Linked DNA regions of Mus musculus: region 2 is linked to region 1. A link is a contact called in public HiChIP or PLAC-seq data. All regions are on one chromosome and are shown on one strand. The core of a region is the stretch at or near the end of the contact, and the rest is flanking DNA. Distances in the headings are between cores, read along the strand shown. Region 1 overlaps Bcl2l14 (BCL2-like 14 (apoptosis facilitator)). Region 2 holds the start of Mansc1 (MANSC domain containing 1).

Evidence for each region. HiChIP or PLAC-seq counts read pairs in DNA pulled down with a chosen protein or histone mark.
Region 2: an H3K27ac HiChIP or PLAC-seq map of embryonic stem cells shows a contact between it and region 1, with 5 times the contacts expected there. The contact joins the promoter of Mansc1 here to the enhancer-like site in region 1. A contact is called at or near these places in 24 of 39 promoter capture datasets (the 3T3-L1 cell line, 3T3-L1-derived adipocytes, the C10 cell line and 16 more), 4 of 15 datasets of contacts at CTCF or cohesin (the G1E-ER4 cell line, the NIH/3T3 cell line, embryonic stem cells and 1 more), 47 of 484 Hi-C or Micro-C datasets (the AML12 cell line, CD4 single positive thymocytes, the HPC-7 cell line and 24 more), 36 of 115 datasets of contacts at active chromatin or transcription factors (the 230-238 cell line, the HPC-7 cell line, SST interneurons and 22 more) and 3 of 9 other capture datasets (adipose tissue, liver and pancreatic islet).

Annotation. Positions count from the first base shown.
Region 1 is chr6:134,422,455-134,428,514 of GRCm38.p6, forward strand. It overlaps Bcl2l14 (BCL2-like 14 (apoptosis facilitator)), which reads left to right. Exons shown (of 7, transcript NM_025778.3): 3 at 1,157-1,608; 4 at 4,842-5,006. The coding sequence starts at 1,164. Among named protein-coding and RNA genes, the nearest start is that of 4933406J09Rik, 22 kb to the left of the region's middle. Within about 2 kb of position 3,172, at least 39 of the 459 cell types and tissues checked have an H3K27ac peak or open chromatin away from gene starts, as enhancers often do. A contact at or near this core is called in adipose tissue, bone marrow-derived macrophages, embryonic stem cells and 5 more, where this site is marked.
Region 2 is chr6:134,629,960-134,636,019 of GRCm38.p6, forward strand. Mansc1 (MANSC domain containing 1) reads right to left here and starts at 2,529. Exons shown (of 4, transcript NM_026345.4): 1 at 2,257-2,529.

The DNA of each region.
Region 1 (6,060 bases), core at 1,922-4,421:
AGCTATGAGGCTGGTAAGGCAGCTCAGCAAGTGCTTGATGCACAAACCTCCCAACCTGAGAGTCATCCCCAGAACCCACGTGGTGGAAAGAGAACTGAACCATAGACCTCCACATGTGGCATGTGTAGGCACATACACATTAAATAATTAATAACAGCAACAATAATAATAAAAGTGTATGTAAACATATGTGTGTGCATATGTATGTATACGTGTGTGTGTCTACACCTGCCTTTTCACTTATTTTCTCTGAATGATTCCAAATTATTGAGTTTGGGGCCAGCCTGGGCTACATGACACAAGCCCTGGCCATCAGATACCTGTGTTGTACCATTCTCAGCAAACTTCAAGCATGTCTTCATAAGTTCTCTGCCCATGCAGTTTTTTGGTTTGTTTGGTTCATTAGTTTGCTTTGCTTTGGTTTTTGAATTTTTGTTTGTTTGTTTGTTTTTTGAGACAGGTTTTGTCTGTGTAGCCCTGACTGTCCTGGAACTCACTCTGTAGACCAGGGTGGCCTTGAACTCAGAAATCCACCTGCCTCTGCCTCCCAAATGCTGAGATTAAAGGCGTGCACCACCACTTCCCCAGCATGGTTCTTGGTTTTTATTTGTTTGATGGGTTGAGTTTTGTTTTCCCAAGACAAAGTTTCTCTATGTAGCCTTGGCTGCCCTAGAACTAGCTTTGTAGACCAGACTGTCCTCAAACTCACAGAGACTTGCCTGCCTCTGCCTCTCAAGTGATGGGATTAAAGGTGTGTGCCACCACCTCCAGGCAACTGGCCATGAAGTTTTAAAGATAAAGCACATCCCCTGTCTTTCTGTTGCCTTCACCTGTTCCATATGAAGCGGACTTTCCCCCTGCCTCCCCACACCCAGCTATCTTCCCCTCCGTTAGAGCCCGTAGTCTGTCATTACCTGGCTTGTGTATGCTTCTGTCTCCCCCCCCCTGCCCCCCCCCGTCCCAGTATAACCCTAAGCTGGCCTCCAACTTGTTAAGTACCCCAGGCTCTTCTGACACTGGTTACTCCTGCCTATCCTAACAATGTGATCTCAGAGCCAAAAGATGCTCTCCCAGGTCTCCCCCATGCTTTCTCTTAACCTGCAAAGCAAATGCCCCCCTCCCCCACGCTAAGCACCTTTGCCCTCTGTCGTTCCAGACCCAGCATGTGCAGCACCAGTGTGTATGACCTGGAAGACATTCCCCTGGAGGATGATGATCCAAACAGCATAGAGTTCAAAATCCTGGCCTTCTACGCCAGACACCATGTCTTCAAGAACACCCCGGCTGTCTTCTCGCCCAAGCTCTCCAGAACAAGGAGTCTGTCCCAGAAAGCCCTGGGGACTTGGTCAACTGATTCCTGGACACAGGTATCATTGCCTTGCAGAGGTTCCCCCTCCAGCGAAAAGAACATCAGCTTGGGCAAGAAGAAGTCTTCTTGGAGAACACTCTTCAGGGTGGCCGAGAAGGAGGAAGGCCTGCCGAGCTCCCCAAAGGAGATCCGAGCTCAGGGTCCTCAGGGCCCCTTCCCGGTAGAGCGGCAGAGTGGCTTCCACAACCAGCACTGGCCCAGGTCTCTGAGCAGTGTGGAGCAGCGCCTGGAGAGTGAAGGTAGGCTTGTGAACAGCTCTGCCTAGCACCACTCTCCTTCCTTGTGTGTGCCAAGAGGCTGGCCTCCTCTTACCTGCTGAAGATAGAGGCCTTTCCACTTCTTTAATTTCCGCCGTAACCACCCACTTTCCCCAAGGAGGGAAGGGTGGGAGGGGATGGTGGCAGTAGGGGTTTTCTGGCTCTGTGATGGTAAAGAAGCTTGCTTTGAGAGAGAAGGCACCTTAGCCAGGGCAGAGGCTTTGCCTCTTCCTGGGCCAGTTCACCTCTGGGGAGCCTGGGTACTGTGTTTACACCCATATACTGGAGAGTCACACCCTCTCCTACTTCTTCCGGTTGATGGAAAGACCAAAGAGAAGAGCCAGATGATGGAGGCAGGACTTTCAAGGGTTCATGGCCAGCCTTGGCTATATAGTGAGATGAATGCCAACCTGGGCTACATGAGACCCTGTCTTAAACAACAAATAAACAAACAATGGAAAGAGGGAGAAAGAGAAAGGGAAGGAAGGAGAAGGGAGAGAAGAGAAAAGAGAGGGGGCAGTGGGAAGAGGCATGAGAGGAGTAACAGGGATGAAGAGGGAAGGAAGAAGGGAGGGAGGGAGGGAGGGAAAGAATAAAGGAAGGAAGGTAGGAAGGAAAGAAGGAAAGAAAGACACTCAGGCAAAGAGATAGAAGCAGATAGGTTTTCAGTTGAACACACTGGCTCATACCTGCCGTCCTCAGCATTCAGAAAGAAAAGCATGGCCAGTTCTAGGCTAGCCTGGGGTACTTAACAAGTTGGAGGCCAGCTTAGGGTTATACTGTAAGATTGTCTTGGAAAACTGAAAAGAAACAAAATACTTTTCAGAACATAAGCCACCGGGCTGGAGAGATGGCTCAGCAGTTAAGAGCACTGCTGCTCTTCCAGAGGTCCTGAGTTCAAATCCCAGCACCCATGTGCTAGCTCACAAAGTGTGTAACTATAGTCCCATGGGATCCGATGCCATCTTCTGGTATGCGTGCAGACAATCTTTTAAAAAGGGAAGTTTTTCAAAAAATGTAAACTATTCTTTTTTTAAAAAAACTGATAAAGTCTTCCCTTGTTAGGAAAAAAGAAATTGTACTATCACTGAGGGCTTTACCTCCACCCACTTTACCACCACTGAAGTGCCCTTTACCTCAGCAGACGCTTCTCCCGCCATCCCACCCACTCCCACCTCAGCAGAGCCCCTTCCTGCCAGGTTTGTTGGGCCTAGGAAACTTGTCCATAGTTAGTCAGCAGATGGCAGTAACGGCTCAGTTTTAAAGGGCTGTGATCATTCTAAGTTGGAATCAGCCCTGCATGGACATGGATGGCTCCAAACCAGCCTGTGACCAAGGGAACTTCTTCAGTTAGACTGCGAGGATGCAGGCTCCTAAGAATACGCAGAACCCATCACTCAAGAGGCAGTGAGACTTTGTGGCGGACACACTGCCTGAACCACACGAAGCCATCTTCTCAGATTTGTTCATCTGCTTCTAAATGCACGGGTGGCTGAGGCCACAGCAAGAGGGGTTCCGCCCTCCTCTCCTGCCCTGTCTTCCCACGCATGCGTCAGCAACTGTGGATCAGAGCTGGAGGCCCCAATGACCTGGCTTTAGGGGTCACTGTGGCCTGCACAGAGACAGGAAGTTTCCACAGCCTTCCTTCCGCATTTCCTAGAGGAAATGACAAAAGTATTGTTTGGCTTTCCCTCCTAACTTTTCAAAAGAAATCACTCACATCATCTCCTCCCCTTTTAGAAAGAAGAAAAATAAATTTCAGATGAGATTAAGAATAAAAACTAAATTTGAGAGAGTGGGTTTATTGGCTAAATTGTATCTTAGGCTTAATAACCATATATTACAATGTATATAACCATAATACAGAGAGGTTTTTGTTTTAAGATTTATTTATGTATGAGTACACTGTCACTGTCTTCAGACACACCAGAAGAGGGCATTGGATCCCATTACAGATGGTTGTGAGCCACTATGTGGTTGCTGGGAATTGAACTCAGGACTTCTGGAAGAGCAGCCAGTGCTGAGCCATCTCTCCAGCTCCCATAATACATAGTTTTATGCATATCTAATTATATGTTGGATGTTCTGAAGAACATATTCTACAGGGCTGTGGAGATTCTAGATATCATATCTCCATTCAAGTAGAAAGAAAAGAGAAAGGCAGAGATGGCTTTCTTTCTAGATTATTCTAGATTATTTGGATATGTGTGTATATATATATATATATATACAAATATACATATATGTATGTATGTATGGGTTTATTTACTACTTATTTGAGATAGGACCTCGCTATGTAGCCAAGACTAACCCCTACCTCTTGACCCACCCCCATCATTAATTACTGTGAATGAATGCTCTTCTCCAAATACAGTATGATTACACTCAGCTACTCCACTTGGGACCAAACACAGAACCACTTCAAGTTCCTACAGTGAGCTGATTGGTGGAACACCAGTGACTACCCAACAAGTCAGCCAAGTACCTGCCTGCTCTACCCCGCCTTCCCCAAGCGGATACAAAGCTGCATTGTTTCTGGGTGGCTATAACTTGAGTCTATGCCGTGTAAATCTTCCTTCCTTGAGTGGAAACACACAGTACATCCCTTCCTGGCTTACAAATTCAGGAAAGATGAGTTGTATGTTACACACTTTTCTGAGCTATCTGTAGTCTGTGCTGGTCTGACACTCACGACCTTGCAGCCCTGGACTCCTGAGTGCTGAGGTGACAGATGTGGTCGTGTGTATGAAGCCTTGTTTACCTATAAGCATTACTTGAATGTTTTCTATTAAACTTAAGGGGAAATTTGTGACTATAAAAGCAAGGAGTATCAGACTACTGAACACTTTCCTGGGAACTGAGAGATCACCTCTCCTTCTCCAATGTATAAAGGTTACCCTCAAATGTAATTAAGCTTAATAAAAATAAAAGCACCAAGAACATTCTTTCAAGCAATGCTAGCACCCCACGCCATGTTGGGTGCATTTCTTTGCAAGGGAGAAAAGATGAAGGTGTGGAAGGGCCCCTGTATACTGCCCCCTTACCCCAGCCTATGGGGAATTGCTAGTCCCTTCTGAAGACTGTCCCGCTTCAAACACAAACTCCTGGGCATAGTCCTTTTATCTGAGGCTGGCCTCTTCATCCTAAACAACCAGAAGTCCACACTGCATCCCCAGTTCTGGGGATGGCCTCTGAGCAGTGCTTTCTTGTTTCAGTTGTGGATTCCAAAGTGGCTTGTATTGCCAACAGAGTGGCTGAAATTGTTTACTCCTGGCCACCACCAGATGTCATCCACAGCCAGGGAGGAAGCAAGCTCAAAGAGAGGGTCTCGGAGATTCTGTACTTCAGGTTTGAAGGACCTTGTGACTCTAAGAATAAAGGTAAGCCCTCCTTGCTGAGTTGAGTGTGTTGGGTTGAGCATGTGCCAGACAGAAGTGTCTGGGTGTGTTTGTGTGGACACAGCTCGGGGCTCTGCAAATTGGGAATCTCAGCCCACTTGAAGGCAACACGATGGAGACCTTGAGCTCTGGCTTAAGACATCACCCAAGACACAGGAATGCCATTAGCTTGTTGGCCAACATGTCAGCCCACTGCTAAGTCAGAAGAAAAGTCTCCCATGGAGGGAGAAGAGGACTAGCTCTAATCACACTAGTACATAGAGTTAGAGCATCAGCCAACCCAGGACCCCTGTGAAACACCCAGTATGGTCAGACATATTTATTTTTCTTGCCATTGTGAGAGAAATGCCTACCAGCAGCAATGTAAGGGAGAAAAAAATTTATTTTGTCTTAGGATTTCAGAGAGTTGCATTCAATGGTTGTTGGCCACATACATTTAGGCAGAAGAACATGGCTGCAGAGTACAGAAGATGGTGGATGTTCATTCTGTAGTCAATCAGGAAGCAAAGAAAGCAGGAAGTGGCCAGTCATAATATACCCCCACAGGCCCGCCCTCAGTTTTCCACTTCCTCCAGGCAGGCCCCACCCCCTAAACCTCCACAACCTTCCCAAACAGTGCCAACCATTGAGGACAGGCATTCAAAGCGTGAACCTGTGGGAAACAATTCATTTTTGATTCAGCAACCCCAGGTCTGATTCAGAAGGTGCTGAAAAAAGGGAGAATTGGGGACTAAATTAGATCAGTCACTGGGTACACTGTAGCAATGGCTGAGACTACTACAGACTCTAGAAGCCTTAGGGAAACCCTGGGATCAGAGGGAAGCACTGAAGGGAGCCGGGTTTGCCTTCCTTCATTGCTGACCTTTGTCTCAGCTCTCTCTCCTCAGCCCCTAGAAGTGCCAAAGTGCCTCCGGGGTCTTTAGCACAGTGAAGGATAGAGCAGAATTCTCTCCACGAAGGCGTCGTTTATCTCAGACCTTGAGACAGGGTGTGGATTTTTTCCACTGTCTGCTGTCTATCCGAAACCAAAAAAAAA
Region 2 (6,060 bases), core at 1,279-3,778, 210 kb after region 1:
GGTAAACGAGGTTATCATACAAAGCCAGTCTATGGTAATAGAACACAAGTTTAATACTTCCCTGGTTATTACCACTTCTGTGGACAATAAAATGGGAAGATGCATCATTTTCACATGCCAATCTCTATGTACTTTATACAGACCATGACCTTAAATCCACACAAGAAATCCAGGACAGCCCAACTTAGGCTTTAGGTTAGCCTGAGCTACCTAGTAAACTCCAGGCCAGCCTGGAATACAGCCTGGAGACCTTTACTCAAAACACACACACACACACACACACACACACACACACAGAGAGAGAAAGAGAGAGAGAGAGAGAGAGAGAGAGAGAGAAAGAGAGAGAGGCCTATTTTTAATTCAACGTCCAGGTAAAACAACAGAACAATTGTGTGCTGTATGTGTGCTGCTTTATTAATGGTGAAAATGAGTGGAGGATCAAGCAACTGCTGCAGTTTTGAAGCAGTGCTGAATGCAATCCTTTGAGAGTTTTGTAATGAATAACACCTACAAAATGTAGCTGTGCGTTCTAGTGGTGGCAAGTCACAGTCGCTGCTAACCCTACTATGGCTTTGCCTACGTCCTTCTTGACAGAAACGCTGCTTTTTCAGTTAGAGGAAAGGGAAGTAATAAAGTTTCCCAAAGCTCACAGACTTCCTGAATTCTATCCATGGAGCCTCGAGAGGGGAAAGGAAAGGGAGGAGAGTCTGATATGGCCTGTCCTCGCACAGGCGCGCTTGCACAGAAACCTGAACTGTGGGAGGAGACAGCAGGAGACAGCAGGGGCTCTGCTCTCAGCATCTTTACAGTGACTGCTGCTGAGCAGAGAGCACTGTCCTTTGAGGTGGCTCAGTGGGTACCGGGGCTTGCCACCAAGCCTGGGGATTGAACTCTATCCCTGGGAACCATATGGTGGAAGTAGAGACCTGATTCCCACAAGTTGTCCTCAGACCTACATATATGCACCAGGGTATAAACACATGTGTTCATGTGTGCACATACAAGTATGTATATTTTTTTAGTCTTAAAACCAAAAATAAAGCTAAAAAGAAAAGTAATCCCAGCACTTGGAGGCAGAGGCAGGAAGATTTCTGGGTTCAAGGCCAGCCTGGTCTACAGAGCTCATCCCAGGTCAGCCAGAACTACACAGAGAAACCCTGTCTTGAAAGGCCAAAACCAACCAAACAACCCCAAAAAGGTATGGGCGCAGTGGCACACACCTTTAACTACAGCACCAAGGAAGCAGAGGCAGGCAGATCTTGTGAGTTTAAGCCCAACCTAGTCTAAGTAATGAGTTCCAGGCTGGGCAGGGGTACACAGGGAAATGTAATCAATTAAATTAACAAATAGTTTCATTAGGGATATCCAACAGCTCTTAGGTGACTTAGATCTTCTGGCTTTTTTGATCCCTGATTAAGAATTACATATTAGGGTTGGAGAGATGGCTCAGAGGTTAAAAGCACTGACTGCTCTTTCAGAGGTCCTGAGTTCAATTTCCATCACCCACATGGTGGCTCACAACCATCTGAATTGGGATCTAATGCCCTCTTCTGGTGTGTCTGAAGGCAGTGGCAATGTACTCATAAATAAAATAAATAAAAAGAATTACATATTAGCACAATTGTAGTGCCATTAGTTCATGAAGTTATCTAATCCACTAAAGGTGTGAAGCTCAACTTAATCCTGTTGAAAAGGGGGACAGAGACATAGAGAGAAGAGAGCTTGCTGACTCGCTCAAACTTAACTTGTATGTAACTATTTCAAGTGTTGGCAATCATTTACAGCATACTATCAAGAAGTCGGTAGGTAACTCTCCTCTCCCCGTCTCTGTTTGCCTCTGTCTCTCTGTCTGTCTCTGTCTCTCTCTGTCCCTCTCTCTCCCTTCCCACCCCCACCCCACCCCCACCTTTACAGAGTATCACACAGCAGGTTGAATAAGGAAAAGGGAAGAGAAAGCATAGGAGAAAACATGGGAACTTTTTCCGTCCTTTGAGCAAGTACATGCTACTCCCTGAATTGCTTCAGCCGCCCTCTGCAGACAATTTGGAGCTTGTGCCATTTATAGCAGGTGCTTTCAAGCCCGCCCTACCATCTGTTTTGGGGACTATCCAGGCCAGCCCCCACTTTGCCCAAGTCTGGTCCCTAGGGTCGCTTCGGGGTGGTTGCTGGAGCTGGGCCCCGGAAAGGAACGGAGTTGTTCCCACAAGGGGTCGCGTCTACCCGAGGCCAGCCAGAGGCGGAAAGAGACGCCTTTACCTGCAAGCGAGAGACCCCTGTGGCCCCCGCGGCGCTTGGGCCCAAGGACAGTTAGGTCGCTTTTGCAAAGAACCAGCGAAGCGGCGCAAGGCTCTGGGGAGGATCGCAGGGGATGCTCCGCAGCTCCCGCACCGGTCCCGCAGATTTTGTCGTGACCAAGTTCCTGCTTCCGTCGCAGCGACTGAAAGTTTGCACGGGGGAAGGGCGCGTCCCTGCCCTGCAACCCGGAGCTGCTTCCCAGGCAACATCCAGCCTGACCGCCCCAGCCGGGATGTGCGAACCTAGCCGCCAGATCCCCAGCACCCAACGCACTGAGAGCCACTAGAGGGGGAGGATTGACTCTCGGGGTCACCAAGGGTCTTAAACCGTGCCGCTCGGCCGCGGGGAAGCCATGAAGAGCAAATGCACAGGTGCTGATGGGGAGGTCACACACCCAGGTGTACTCCCGCTCCACGCTGGGTCGCAGTCTTCTTGTCTTTAGCAAGCAACCACAATAAGCGCTGCTTTTTGTTTCCAGACGTTATCTGAAGGCCTGGCCGACTTGGAATTCTTTGGGTACGCAAGGACGACCTTCAACTCCTGATCCTCTTTCCTCTACCTCCAAAGTGCAGGTGTCACAGGGGTTCACCTCCACTTTCTGTTCAAGGACACCTTCTTGGTCAAAGATCACAGAGCATCCTAATTTGGGCATAATTAGGAGAGTCTATTTCCACAATTGGGGAACGGGAGGGGCTCAGTCACAGCTGGCAGTTCTCCAGCTAACTCTGTAAGGCACATGGCTTTTCCCGGGATGTACTGGGTTGTTGTTGCTGTGTGTTGTTGTTTATTTTGGCTTTTTTTTTCTTTGAGACAGGTTCTCACCTGTCTGGTCTCCAGCTCCACGTGTAACTGAGTATGAACTTTTAAGTCCTGATCTTCCTGCCTCTACCTCCCAAGTCATGATTTGTTTATGAGTATGGATAATAACGACGAAAGCAGTGCTGTCTGACACAGCTGTTAAAATGACATCCCTAAACACTTAGCGTAGCACTCTGGCTTTATGGTGGTTTAAAAGTATTTGACTAAAATGTACTTCTTAGCCGGGCGTGGTGGCGAATGCCTTTAATCCCGGCACTTGGGAGGCAGAGGCAGGCAGATTTTGAGTTCGAGGCCAGCCTGGTCTACAAAGTGAGTTCCAGGACAGCCAGGGCTACAGAGAAACCCTGTCTCAAAAAACCAAAAAAAAAAAGTACTTGTTGCCAAATAAATAGAAACGAGGCTTAAGTGGTTAAGTTATCTCTGACTGCTCCCTTCACTCCTGTTTGCATATAACCCCAAACGAATAAAACCTCATTAAGAGACTGATGTAATCCAGTCTAACTTTCGGCGCCATCTTCACATTGGCTGGGGCGGAAGAGTTTTGAAGCCGCAGTTATAGATGATTGTTCTGGGCCTGTACAGTCAACACATAAGCTGGCTTTAACCAGTAGCTGCAGGAAGTATATGTCGTCAGAGAAAGCTTGTGAACAACGGTCCATTGTGTGATACCAACTCGGGGCAGGTAGAGGGTGACCTACTTTCCAGTTATAGTAATGTTGCCACAGCTTGGTACCAAGGAGTAGCCAAGGAAAACTAGACTACAGTGTGGATTAATGACTGCGCTGGGGTAATTTTCTTGCAGCAACAAGATGAAGTGGATGTATATTCTGTCTCTGTAGATGATATGAAGTGTGTGTGTGTGTGTGTGTGTGAGTTTGTGAGTGTGATGGGAACTAAGCAAACCTCCACTATTAGGAATTTCAGATTGCACAGTATCTTCACACCTGCCTGTAATCTCTGACCTCAAGACTCGAAAGCAGGAAGATCAGGCCAACCTCGGTTGTTGCATAGACTTCATGTCTCAAACAACAAAGACATGTCCGCGTTAGTGTTCTGCTACAATGGTCTTGTTATATGTTTGTCTTGAATTACAGCAGTGAACACAGGTCACTGATGAAAATGGTGGCTTAACAAAAACTTCCTGGAGTTGGGCCTGGAGGCACAGGTTTACAACCCTAGCTAAAAGTTAAGATAGGAGAATCACAAGTTTAATGGCTGTCTTAGCTAAGGAGTGAGTTTAAAGCTAGCAGACAATTTAGTGAGACCCTGTTTCAAAAAAAAAAAAAAAAAATTAGTAAAGACACCAAGAGCTTGAGAAATGGCTAAGGGTTCACACTGATCTTCCAGAGGACCCAAATTTGGCTCCCAGTACCACATCAGGCAGCTAACAACTGCCTGTTAAACTTCCTCTGTATAGCCCTGGATATCCTGGAACTCACACTGTAGACCAGGCTGACCTCAAACTCAAAGATTCAGGGATTAAACTCCTAGTGGTGGGATTAAAGGCGTGCACTACCACTGCCCAGCTTCTATTAAACACTATGTTTTAAGATTTATTTTTGTAGGGCATGGTGGCACACACCTCTGATCCCAGCACTACAAAAGCAGAGGCAGGTAGGTCTCTGTAAGTTCAGGGCCAGCCGGGTTTACATAGTGAGTTTTGGGACATACAAAGGTACACAGTGAGACCCTGTCTCAAAAAAGTGTGTTCATGTATATGAATGTTTGTCTGAATGTATGTATATATACCATGTGTGAACGGGCCTAGTGCCCTAGAAGGACAGGGGAACATATTGAATACCCTGGAACTAGAATTACAGTGGTTATGAACCACCTTATAGGTGCTGAAAACTAGACCTAGGTATTTTGCAAGAATAACAAGTACTCTTAACCACTGAATAATCTCTTCATCTCAAAAAAAAAAAAAAAAAAAAAGGTTAAGGACTGGATATATATAGCTCAGCGGCCATGTATTTTCCTAGCATGTACAAGGCCTTACTTTCAATCCACAGAGTAGTAAAAAACTGTAAGAATAAACATTTCACATTGTGTTGATAATGAAACAGATGTTTAACTTGCAATCAAATCCACTGCTACCTCATTGCATGATGGGGTTTTGTTATGTTTTTTTGAAACAGGGTCTTGTTATAAAGCCAAGCCTAGCCTTGAACTCAAGATCTTCCTTCCTTAGCCTTCTGAGTGCTGGGATAATGTTACACCCTGCACTGCTCGGTCCTGGAAACCTGACTAAGGTATGGAGAGAATGAAGAAATGCCAACTAAGGCGTCTCAAAGGATGGCCCTCCAAGAAGATGTATGTAAACCAGATCCAAAAAAGGAGAAGGTCAGCTAGCCAAAGAAGGAGGAAGAGGAAGAACAAAAAAACCCCGAGTAATTCAGAGAGAGGGAACATGATCACTCGGGGATCAGCCCATCTGGCAGGAAAGTCGCCTGTGTACATAAAGGAAGAGAACACATTACTCAGAATACATTAGTATCCTGGAAAAGTCTCCCTTTTGCTACATGGAGAATGGATTAAAGGAGATGAGGTCAGAGACCTGACTTCCAAGAAACGAAAGAAATGATGGGCCTTAAACTGGGCATGGAAATAAGGGAGAAACTAAAGAGACAAACTCTCTAGGACTCAGGGACTGCTTAGATGTACTGGTGAGGCCAAGGAGACTTTTGGATGAGAGACTGGCTAGCTGGATGTGTTGGGTAATAAAAGGGAGAAAGATCCAGGCTTGGGGAGGGGGGTCACAGGCACAAAGGAAAAAAAAAAAAAACTTTAGTCTTGGGTATATCACACTTTACTGTATGAAACCACTTCACTGGGAAGTGAAGAGAGTTGTTTCTAAGATAGACATGGTGGCCCAGCCCTATGATCTTAGGGCTTGAGAGGCTAAAGTAAGAGAATTGCTGTGAATTTAGGGTGAGCCTGGGTTAC